Linked DNA regions of Mus musculus: all the other regions are linked to region 3. Evidence: chromatin contacts called from public ChIA-PET and promoter capture Hi-C data. All regions are on one chromosome and are shown on one strand. The core of a region is the stretch at or near the end of the contact, and the rest is flanking DNA. Distances in the headings are between cores, read along the strand shown.

What was found. Promoter capture Hi-C pulls out the DNA fragments that hold promoters and counts their contacts. ChIA-PET counts read pairs in DNA pulled down with a chosen protein or histone mark.
Region 1: a contact with region 3 is called in a promoter capture Hi-C map of macrophages, with 7 read pairs. The contact joins the enhancer-like site here to the promoter of Osgin2 in region 3. A contact is called at or near these places in 2 of 39 promoter capture datasets (the C10 cell line and macrophages), 12 of 484 Hi-C or Micro-C datasets (B cells, the C2C12 cell line, CD4 T cells and 9 more), 6 of 115 datasets of contacts at active chromatin or transcription factors (CD8 T cells, bone marrow-derived macrophages, effector CD8 T cells and 3 more) and 5 of 9 other capture datasets (adipose tissue, bone marrow-derived macrophages, liver and 2 more).
Region 2: an RNA polymerase II ChIA-PET map of effector CD8 T cells shows a contact between it and region 3, with 74 read pairs. The contact joins the enhancer-like site here to the promoter of Osgin2 in region 3. A contact is called at or near these places in 2 of 39 promoter capture datasets (the C10 cell line and macrophages), 1 of 15 datasets of contacts at CTCF or cohesin (CD8 T cells), 4 of 115 datasets of contacts at active chromatin or transcription factors (CD8 T cells, bone marrow-derived dendritic cells, bone marrow-derived macrophages and 1 more) and 3 of 9 other capture datasets (adipose tissue, liver and macrophages).
Region 4: a contact with region 3 is called in a promoter capture Hi-C map of macrophages, with 6 read pairs. The contact joins the enhancer-like site here to the promoter of Osgin2 in region 3. A contact is called at or near these places in 5 of 39 promoter capture datasets (the C10 cell line, the HPC-7 cell line, hematopoietic stem and progenitor cells and 2 more), 1 of 15 datasets of contacts at CTCF or cohesin (CD8 T cells), 2 of 484 Hi-C or Micro-C datasets (bone marrow-derived macrophages and liver), 3 of 115 datasets of contacts at active chromatin or transcription factors (CD8 T cells, bone marrow-derived macrophages and microglia) and 2 of 9 other capture datasets (adipose tissue and liver).

What each region holds. Positions count from the first base shown.
Region 1 is chr4:16,080,530-16,083,341 of GRCm38.p6, reverse strand. No RefSeq gene overlaps it. Among named protein-coding and RNA genes, the nearest start is that of Osgin2, 68 kb to the right of the region's middle. Within about 2 kb of position 1,306, at least 24 of the 459 cell types and tissues checked have an H3K27ac peak or open chromatin away from gene starts, as enhancers often do. A contact at or near this core is called in bone marrow-derived macrophages, hematopoietic stem and progenitor cells, macrophages and 3 more, where this site is marked.
Region 2 is chr4:16,100,831-16,103,530 of GRCm38.p6, reverse strand. No RefSeq gene overlaps it. Among named protein-coding and RNA genes, the nearest start is that of Ripk2, 61 kb to the left of the region's middle. Within about 2 kb of position 1,375, at least 76 of the 459 cell types and tissues checked have an H3K27ac peak or open chromatin away from gene starts, as enhancers often do. A contact at or near this core is called in CD8 T cells, bone marrow-derived macrophages, effector CD8 T cells and 1 more, where this site is marked.
Region 3 is chr4:16,012,427-16,015,139 of GRCm38.p6, reverse strand. Osgin2 (oxidative stress induced growth inhibitor family member 2) reads left to right here and starts at 1,252. Exons shown (of 6, transcript NM_145950.5): 1 at 1,252-1,453. The coding sequence starts at 1,410.
Region 4 is chr4:16,124,732-16,127,612 of GRCm38.p6, reverse strand. The region is part of intron 9 of Ripk2 (receptor (TNFRSF)-interacting serine-threonine kinase 2); the gene reads left to right. Among named protein-coding and RNA genes, the nearest start is that of Ripk2, 37 kb to the left of the region's middle. Within about 2 kb of position 1,327, at least 8 of the 459 cell types and tissues checked have an H3K27ac peak or open chromatin away from gene starts, as enhancers often do.

The DNA.
Region 1 (2,812 bases), core at 57-2,556, 68 kb before region 3:
AACACTGTGTAGATGGTAGACGCAGAAGGAAATTGTTGGTCTAGACTTGGGTGTGTCTTTTCAACAGAGAAGAGTTACCACACAGCCAGCAGTGCCTCCTCAGCAGTGGGAGCTATGACATGAGATGCCTCACCGACACATTCTTTTGAATTTGCTATCAAACTCTATGTATCTCACTATTACTCATGCTTTCACATTAATTCCTTGTCTATGTTAATGTGCTTGAGCTATCAGCATGTCTTGGGGAGTTATTTTAAAACCTTTAATTTCTCAAAGCACATGCACAAAAGCTAAAAGGAAAGGAGTCACATCAAGAATAAAATGAGATTCTTCTTGGACAGACCTTAATGAAAAATACTAAGAAGGCCAAGCTGTAAATGACCCTTTACTTCTGAAGAACTCTTCAAGGTTGGAGACAGTAGACAAAAGGAATTCCCTATTGTTAGTGATGGTGATACAGTATTTAATAGGAGGAAAAATTGAGTTGCAAAATGTTTCTCTTAATTATAGTTGTTTATTACATCTAAAATGCTTCTTTTTTATTAAGATCTCTAATGGAAAGTTCCAAGACTCAAAAGATAAAATAATATGTTTAGAAGGAACTAAAGTCCCATTGATAGCTGAGAAAAGACAAGGTCATATAGTTATTTTCATTATTAAAGTAAAGAGCTCTGAAAGGATTACCCACATCAGCCACAAACAGCTCTCAATAACCTGCTGAGGTTCAGACCACGGACAAACAGCTGAGATGCACATTTTGCATACCAAAGCAGACTTGGTCTCCAGGTTCCACCAGCATCCCACAGTCTCTACATGTTACAGGGCTACTGCACCCTCTCCCATGAACACTCAAACCCATGGGCTGGGCTTCCCCTTTCCCAGAAGCTCTTTAATATATTATCTAGACATTTTGGTGTCTCCCCCCTTCCCTTCCTCTCTACCTCCCTCCCTTCCTCTTTTCATCCCTCCCTCCCTCCCTCCCTCTCTTGCTCTCTCACTCTTGCTCTTGTTCTCACTCTCGCTCTCTGCATTTTCTCTCTCTCCTGGAGTATGCTCTTTTTCTCTTTCACTTCCCCATTCCCTTTGTCGCCTCTCCGCAGTGACTTCTCTGGCCTCTTTCCTTGGAAGGGACCAGTAAGCCAGCTCAAGAGTACTTTTATATACTTTAATCTGGATTGAATTGTCTCATTTCACCAGCAGAGAAATAGCTTACTATAACCTACAATAGATAACAAAGAATGGGAGAAGTACAAGAGAAATGAACACTGGCTGTTCTCATGAAAGAACAGGGAAGGAATCCTCTTCTAAGAGCCATTCTCTGGGTGAGGTTCCTGAGAGCCACCGTAGAGCTCACTGATAATTGCCTTAATGTTGCCTGAGTTAGTACATGCATTTACCCTTCTTCCTAAATCCTATAGATATGGCAGAGGAGGCAAATTTAATAAAAATAAACCTAGTACATTTTAGAAAATTTAGAGGGGCTTTTGGAAAAACTTGAGTACTTCATGGGCTATAGTGATGCTGGTACATAATGGCTAAATGTCCCCAAGTCCATACCATAAAGAACTTTGAAAGCAAAATATTTTCCCAACAGAATTATGCAGTCACCTCACAGTCAATATATAAGCTGGGATATCCAGCCTTTGGAGACCATATTGATGTCTACAGAACTGGTCAGGCTGCCACTGGGGTCCATACTGGTATCCATGACCCATGCTGCCCCAGAGGCCCTGCTGATGTCTGTGTCCTATGTTGCCTCCAATGGCTATCTATTATGATGGTGTCTGTGGCCCACGCTGCGGCAGGGGTCCATGTTGATGCCCATGCTTTGGGGTTCTGTACTGTCACTGGAGAGCATGCTGAGGTCTGTAGCACATGCTACCAACAGAGGGCTGTGGATGTCTGTGGTCTGTGTTGTCTCAAGAAACCTAGTGGAAGTCCATGATCCATGATGGTGCTGATTGTAAATGGCAGGGAAGGTTGTTTGTCTGTCTGTCTGTCTGTCTGTCTGTCTATTTGTTTGTTATTGCAGTAGTATCAATGACTGCAGACACATTAAAGGTCTCTGTGACAACCCCTAACCCCACTTCCCAAAATAAGTAACAGCCTAGAAAGGAAGCCATCAAAGAGAACTCTTAAGTTTTATGGCAAGGATGCTGAAATGTAGCTCCCCACAATTTATGGCTTCTACTGGGAGTAGGTGGGGAAGGGCTCAGTTTCCTTTAAGGGACAAGCTACTGGGTGTTTAACCATGCTCCCGTGAGCACATGGGTAACACAAATTGACTTTTGTTTTGTTTTCTTAATTTTCTTTTTCTTCTTTTTCTTTTTTTTGGAGGAAGGGTGTCACAAGGGTAATGGAGGTGGACCTTGGAAGACTGAGAAGCAAAAGTGATCAGGGTGCATTATGTGAAATTCCCAAGTAATCAGTACAAATATTATGTTAGGGGGGAAAAAGTGTTTAACAATTCTGATTTCTCTAAAACTATCTGTAACCTGTGTCCTCTACACTCAACCAACCAGGAAGGTGAAATGAAAAGCACCAAAAAGTAGAACTGAACACTACAGAAATACAACAGAGATCACCACTTAAAGTGCCCAGACAAGTAGGTTTAGTATCTGTAGAGTTTCTGGGGAGTTGGAAGTTCTGAACCTATAAAAGCAGAGTAAAGGTGGGCATTGAACATTAAGAGAGATTTCTAAGATTAAGTTTGGGGCCTGGGTTAGCTCAATTATAGAACACTTGCTTAGCTTGTGTTGGGTTCTGGGCTCAACCCCTAGAATGAAGGCAAAATGTCAAACATTTAAAATAA
Region 2 (2,700 bases), core at 126-2,625, 88 kb before region 3:
ATCTGATTCCTGAGCCTTTGTGGACTCATTTCTCTCCACCATTGACTGAGGGTATAATATGACCAGATACTTGAAGTTTCTGTCTTAACTTCCTTACAATGATGACCTGTAATCTGGAACTGTAAGCTAAAATAAACTTATTTCTGGCCTTTGTCATGGTGTTTTATCAACACAATAGAAATGAGATTAGTGACCTTTTTTTTCCCAGATCCCACCATGGAAAAAAGGAACCAACTTGTCCTCTGACCTCCATGTTTTTCCAACCACACACCATATAAACATCATCTCCACCACTGTCATCATCATCATCATCATCATAATGGAAAGTTTACCCTTTTAAATAAATAAATTCTAACTCTCAGTATAATGAAGGGAAAGAAAAAAGGGAAGAAACATTTTTGAGGTCTAACATGTCAACACATTGTGGTCTGATGTTCCTTTATGAATGTAGTGTGTGGTATTTGAGAGAAAGTCAATCTAGCTATTTGCAACATATATGGTATTATGGTGTAATACACTTATGTTCTGTTGTCATTGAGCATCTTGGAATTCACTGATAGTTTTCTACATATTTTCTATATACGTATTATCATCATGGGCCCAGTGTTGCCATTGTCTGTATAATTTATCAATGTCTTAAACAGCCTTAAGTCCATTTCATTTCACTTTAGATAGTGCTAAAGTAAACTGTAGGTTCTCAATAACTTTTGTTTGGTTTTGGTTTTGGTTTTGGTTTTCAAGACATGGCTTCTTATGTTGCCCTGGCTGTGTTAGAACTCTGAGATTTGCCTGCTTCTGCCATCAGAGTGCTGGGATTCAAGGCATATGCCCCCACTCTCAGTTCTCTCAATAACTTTCTAATATATCTGTTTCCCTGTCTTCTCCTCCTCTCTCAGAAACTTAGCAATAACATACTTAGCTATGTTCAATGCCCACATCCTATTATTACACTGGCCACATCCTGTACTAACAAATTGAACTTATTAATTATCATATTATGGGGCAGGAGGGGAGACTAGACATTGTCAAAGCTGAGCAAAGAGAAAACAATAGCTTCTGGTTTCAGTATTTATCATAATCAGCGGCCATACACCTTGATGACTTCTCATTTTTATCAAAGCATTTCAGGAATTTCAAATGGTTAAATGGGGACTTTTTTACTCTACCATTTTTGCCTTTGACTAGTTCTGCCTGAACACAACCCACACTGAATGGCTTAGCCTTCTGGGATGTGAGAAAGCATGCAACGGCCCTATCACATCACACGCCTCACATGGCTGTCAGTCAGGATAATCACATAACCACATACTACTGTGGGAAAGTGCTGACAGGACCAACAGGAAGGGCAGGGAGCCACATGATGAGCACCGAGAAGCAGGCTGAGCACACCACGTTAACTCACACTGTGTTTGCATGCCGCACTTTCCCAGTGTGCCCATGGTCACTTTCCTAACTGAGCATGACACTGCTTCTGCAGTTTGCTAGAATAACAGTGAGCAGGCAGAAAGCTTTCAGAGACAAAAGACGATATTAGGAGATGGGCTGGCTTGCATGATTGATTTTAAGCTGCTGTTTCTACTTTAGAATCATGAATAGCAGTGATGAGCAGTTCTCAAAATCATTTGAGCACTCTATTTTTATTGAAATAAACAACCGGTCTTGCTCATACTGTTTAACTTACTGTAACAAGCTCTGTGAAAACTGGCTGCTGTTCAGAGAATTGTCATTCTTGTCTTAGGGCTGAGTGAACTAGATCACTCAGAGGACTTTCATGGGGATTTATCCAAGACCATATGCCTACCCACAACTCTGCTCACATCTGCTCTCATGTCCTCTGCTTCCAGCTTCTGTGACCTCTCTGCCACCCCTTCTTTCTCCACACTAGTGCTGAGTGATGTAGTCTGCATTTCTCTGAGGAAAGCTCCTTTTTTCTTTTTCTTTTCTCTTTTTCTTTTTTTTCTTTTTCTTTCTTTTTTTTTTTTTTGGTTCCATTACATTTCCTATTGCAGCACATTGTTCTACCACACCCTTCCCCTAACTCCTAGTAAGTGACAAAAGGAAGCAGCAAACACAGGCAAAGGTCAGCCCTACTTTAAGAAGAAGAAAAGTACAGCCACAGCATTTCCAGAATATCTGTCTGGTATCATTAAAACATGGTTCTCACATGCATTTGCTAGGCTCAAGAGAAGGGCATATCGTCTACAATTTGAGTATTGACCACGTGGGGCAATTCCCACCAGACTCTGTTCTTCTGTTCAATTCTGTTCAAAAATCTGATGTGTGTCTTATGAAACAATTATTGATTTAGAATTGTCCTGTTCTGTCCTATTCATGTTGTGTATCCATATACCTGAAAATATTTTTATATATAGTTTTCAAATAATAGAGATATGGCTTTGTAACTGTGTTTTCATTTGTTTAAACTACATTTCATTCAGTGAGGGGGTATACATGTGTGTATACATGTGCATTTGCCATGTCACAAAGGTAAAAATAACTTTCAGAAGTCAGTTCTCTCCATCCACCCCCTAAGTTCCCAGGACCAAACTCAGATTGGGAGACTCGGCAACAAGCACCCTTTCTAATGAAATATCTCATTAACCCGAAAGAATTACATCTTACAACTTTTGGAGTCTCTACAAGACCCAGTCTGGGTCAGGGGTAGTTAGAAATGAGCAGGACATGAAGTCAAAACCAACA
Region 3 (2,713 bases), core at 3-2,502:
TTTAGTCAATAGATTCCAAAAAGTTTTTAATCTTCTAGTCACAAGACGTTAGTTCACACATAGAGTTGGACAAATAGCTAGTGTTCTGCAGTGCTAGATCTAGCCTAGATAAGGTAATTAGCCTCTGGATGGACCTGCAGCAATCCAAGCTTCCCACTATAATGCAGTTCTAGTCAATGTCTCGGCAGACGCAGCTTCTTCTTCCCTTTCTCCTTCACAACTGTTAACACATTAAACGTAAAATGAGCTCATACTGCCATTATTTTCAAAGAGGAGAAAAACAATTTTTAAAATCCGGTGAATACACCTTTTAGATATGGAATCCTGGAGGCACGCTGAGTTCTTTCTTTTTGAGACAGGGTCTCTCTACAAAGTCCTGGCTGTCCTATGTAGATCAAACTAGACTTGAACTCATGGAGATCCACCTGCCTCTGCTTTCCCAGGGCTGAAATTAAGGCATGGGCCAATGTTCTGCCAGGATGAGTTCTTTTAAAAAATGCAGACTCCAACCAACATTCTTAAAGAGAATTTCTTTTAAAGACATAAACATACAAGTGTTTTAACTGCTCCCCTCCGCCCCCCAATAACGGAGATGGGTGAAGGCGTTGTCGGAGCAGATTAATTAATTAATTAAGGTGATTAATCGCTCTGACAGTGTCCACCCTCACCTTTTAACTTTGGATAAATACCAAGTTGGATGCACTCCCTGTGCTGACTCAAAGACACCTGGAGAGACTCAAAACATCTTTTCTGGCCCAGCCCCTTTCCCCACTAGTCTCTGCATGGCTGAGTGAGGCCTTGCCCAGTCCGGGGAATGGTGGAGCGGCGCTCTTTAAGAAGGGAGGCTGAACATGGCCAGGGGGAGCGCCAGGCGAGCGGCCGGAGCACCTAAGGTTTGTGGGAGTCTTTGGGTGGCCGCGATGCGGGGGCCGAGGCCAGATGCACCCGAGACAGTGCGAGGACGTGAGCTCAGGTAGGTTCTCGCGGCCGGACTTCCCTGAGACCCGCAGGCCTGAGGTAGAAGCCTCCCCTCTTCTGCTCCGCAATCCCAAGAGCGGGCACCGAGAACGCACCCCGAGCCCCGAGCCTAGGCCTCGTGAGGACCCGGACCGCAGCGCCGCGGCCCTGCGCATCCCTCTCCGTGGACCCGCCCCTCGCCGCGACTCCACCAATCGGCGGCCTCGTCCACGCGCCGCACCTGGTGGGCGGAGCCGCGCGTCGCCGTCGCAGCGCCCGGTCCCGCCCCCAGCGCGGCGCTCATCACTCGCTGCGCCGCCCTGCCGCCGGCGGGGAGGAGCGGAAGCCGCTGGCCGGGGACAGACTCCCGCGCCTGTGAGCCGCGGTGCAGGCAGAGCGCGCGCCGGGACCAGCCCGCGGTCGGCCCTCCCGGAGGACGGCAGCCGCTCTCCATGCCTGTGTGGTGCTGCCGCTGCTCCCTGGCCGGTCATTTCAGGTGACTTTCCCCCCGGGATGGGTCGGAGCTGGCTCTGCAGCGTGTGCTCCTCGGCCGCCGCCCGCTGGGCCGGCGCTGCTCGGAGCTCCGTGGACCCCGCTCTTTTCTTGTCCCCTCTTCTTGTTCCTGGACCGCGCGGGTCACAGGACGGCGAGAGTGGCTAGGCCGGCGGTGAGTCGGTTACATGTAAATGGTAAATTTGAAAATCTGTGAAGAGCCTCCTTTGAATTTTTGATCTTTTAAAAATCTAATAACATAAGTTACTGGCTTGAAGGGAAGTGGAGAAGAATGTGTCATGTAGTGACAGTGGGTCGTGACTTACTAAGGTATGAGTGATGTAAAGCCATGTTAGAATGGAGAAATTTAGGAAGTGGCAGTTTTATACTCAAATTATGATGAAAGTTTCTTACGGTGAGAAAAACAATAGTTTCAAAGATGAATGAACGTATGTTCTAGATTCAGAACAATTGACCAACACTTCGGGGAATTACAGAATAAGATCAAAAGTACAAGAAACTGGATGGGATGAAATGTTACGTTTAGTAAGGACTCTGGGAACTGGCTTTACATGTGTGAATGTTACAGAATAAACTGATAAAGACTTGTTTAATAGAGGCTCATAGAATTTAGGTGAAACATTAACTTGGGTGGAAAGGATATTAATATCATTTCTAAAAATACTAACATTGCTTTCTTTACTAATGTGAGCCACAAGTCACAGTATTTGTGACTGTCATCAATACAAATCACAGAGCTTATTTTATGTGATATAGATAAATGTCGTGTGTATTTAATAACCTTCACAGAAGAGGTTAAAAAAGAATGTGAGGTGCAGAGAAATCAGACTCCTGCTGTAATAGCAACGACCTAGGTCTGCCCAACCTCCTGAGTTTGTAAGGAGACTTTAAATTCTAGATCTAGAAAAGTTTTATGCCAAAGACTGCTGGATTCTATGTTCTAGACAGATTGTTGTGTATGTACACATCGTCCACTTTGAGTATTGTAAAAAGCAGGCTGGAGTGAAAATTTGAAGCCTCTTGGGGAGCTACATTTCTTTTAGAAAATAACCCTCTGAAAGTCTCCTGACACCTTTGGGGTACTGTTGAGCGGTAAGGGGAGAGCTTGGAATTCTTACTCTGAGGCTATGTGGTAAATACCATCCATCCTCTTATCTCTGTGCAGAGAAATTTAGGGGAGGGAGTGAAAAGTGTTTGCTACAGTTTAGTGTTGGGAGAGAAGAAACCGTGTTTGCTACATTAT
Region 4 (2,881 bases), core at 78-2,577, 110 kb before region 3:
GTTTTCCAGTCAGCGTGCTTACATACCTTTTTACTTTCTTTCAAATTATACCCTTGTCAGACAGATGGTGTGCGTGGAACTCATTTCTGATTTGCATTCATGATCCATTTTTTTAAAGTAACAAGGCTACATATGTAAAGGTAGCAGTAGCATGATGAACAAATATGTTTATATTAAAGGCACTCTGTAATCATGATGGAAAACTTATATATAATATATGTGTGTGTATATATATATATATATATATATATATATATCACATCACTACAGGAAACAAGACACATTCTTAAGAAAGTATTTTTTTTAATAGCTGTGTGAGGGAGCCAGTCTTAGTCCTTGTTGACAGATTATGAACTCTGGATCACTTAGCAAGTAGCTAGCAGACCCAAGACTTGAGTAATGCCAGGCTCTTTGATGAATACTTTACTTTGGCGAATGTCACTCTATTATGTCATCATGAAGACCGTATTTCTGGCTGAAAGCTGACCTCTACTTATGACAGGCATTCCGTAAAAAGAACAATATGGAGTCCAGAAGCAAGGAAACGGGTGACATGAGTAATTTAGTTTGTCTTGTAGATAGAGTAAAAATGAAGAGATAAAAGATTAAGGAGGATTACAGTGATATCTGCAAGAATTCCTAGGGACTGGAGAGAGCTCAGTGGAAAGGGTGCTTACTGTTGTTCCAGAGCAATCATGCCTGATTCCCACACAGTGTCTCAGAACTGCCACGACTGCAGCTCCAAAAGATCTCCCACCCTATTCTGGCCTCCATAGACACCAAGCATGCACAGTGCATAGACATAAATGCAGAATAAAACACTTATACATACATATATTTTTAATTAAAAAATTAATCAATTTTTAAAAAATACTACATTTCACTAATATTACTTAGGCTTCTAAATTCAGGAGGAAGTAACTCTTAAAGAAGGCTATCATATACAAATTTTTGCTTTAGGAAGGTTCATCATGGCTGGAATTAGATAAAAAAATTAAATCTCTTGTTAGGGGGTGGGGGATGGGTAGGGCTAGACCATCACAGTGCACGTGTACAGATCAGAAGTCATCTTTGAGAGTCACTTATCTCCTTCCACTGTGGAGTCTGGGAATCAGATTTAAGTGAAGCAAGCGCCTTGACCCACTGAGCCACCGTGATAGCCCTGCAGAAGCCACTTGAAGTCAAGAGGAGGCTTGGAGTCAGGGCAGTTAAAAGGGAAAACAGGGAAGGTGGTGTGAGAAATTAGGGCAACTCCCTGACACCTTCTGACTGCTTACCTGAGCTGAGGGAGGAGGCCATAAAGCTGAGTGCTACATTGTTTAGCTATGAGCACTCACAGCTGTTAGAACTAAGGACTGAGTGCTGCATTGTTAAGCTGTGAGCACTCACAGCTGTTAGAACTAAGGACTGAGTGCTGCATTGTTAAGCTGTGAGCACTCACAGCTGTTAGAACTAAGGACTGAGTGCTGCATTGTTAAGCTGTGAGCACTCACAGCTGTTAGAACTAAGGACTGAGTGCTACATTGTTAAACTGTGAGCACTCACAGCTGTTAGAACTAAGGACTGAGTGCTACATTGTTAAGCTGTGAGCACTCACAGCTGTTAGAACTAAGGACTGAGTGCTACATTGTTAAGCTGTGAGCACTCACAGCTGTTAGAACTAAGGACTGAGTGCTGCATTGTTAAGCTGTGAGCACTCACAGCTGTTAGAACTAAGGACTGAGTGCTGCATTGTTAAGCTGTGAGCACTCACAGCTGTTAGAACTAAGGACTGAGTGCTGCATTGTTAAGCTGTGAGCACTCACAGCTGTTAGAACTAAGGACTGAGTGCTGCATTGTTAAGCTGTGAGCACTCACAGCTGTTAGAACTAAGGACTGAGTGCTGCATTGTTAAGCTGTGAGCACTCACAGCTGTTAGAACTAAGGACTGAGTGCTGCATTGTTAAGCTGTGAGCACTCACAGCTGTTAGAACTAAGGACTGAGTGCTGCATTGTTAAGCTGTGAGCACTCACAGCTGTTAGAACTAAGGACTGAGTGCTACATTGTTAAGCTGTGAGCACTCACAGCTGTTAGAACTAAGGACTGAGTGCTGCATTGTTAAGCTGTGAGCACTCACAGCTGTTAGAACTAAGGACTGAGTGCTGCATTGTTAAGCTGTGAGCACTCACAGCTGTTAGAACTAAGGACTGAGTGCTGCATTGTTAAGCTGTGAGCACTCACAGCTGTTAGAACTAAGGACTGAGTGCTACATTGTTAAGCTGTGAGCACTCACAGCCGTTAGAACTAAGGACTAAAGTGGGGCTAGGGTTAAGACAGATGATGATTAAGATTTACACCTTTTTTATGTTATGTTTGTTTGAGTCTTTGAGTCGTCATCAGTGCCCTTTGGGGAGGTGATGTGCAGTGAGCCTCTGAGAATGTTGAAGGGACTGGGTGTTCAATGGTGACAGAAAGATAATTACATAAGCTTGAAGTAGGATAAACAGTTGGAGCACTGAAATTGTTTTCTAAAGGAGAAAGTAGAAAACACATGTCAAGTACAGATTTATTACACTTAAAAGTCCATGTATTTGACAGATATACATAAGACATATTTAAAGTGGAAAAGGGGGAATTCACAGGGAAGAAGTATGAGACTGTGAGAAGATGGGAAATTATGATTTATAAGCATAGACCAGGCAAGCACTGATAGTAAGAAAAAAACATTCAGTATAAATGTTTATTACTCTAAAAAGTATTTGCAGGGCTGGCAAGATGACTGTGTGTAAAAGTACTTCCCACCATGTCAGCAACCTGAATTTGATCATCTGAACTCACAGGGTAGAGAGAGAGCTGACGTCTACATGTTGACCTCTGACCTTCACACACACACACTAAAAA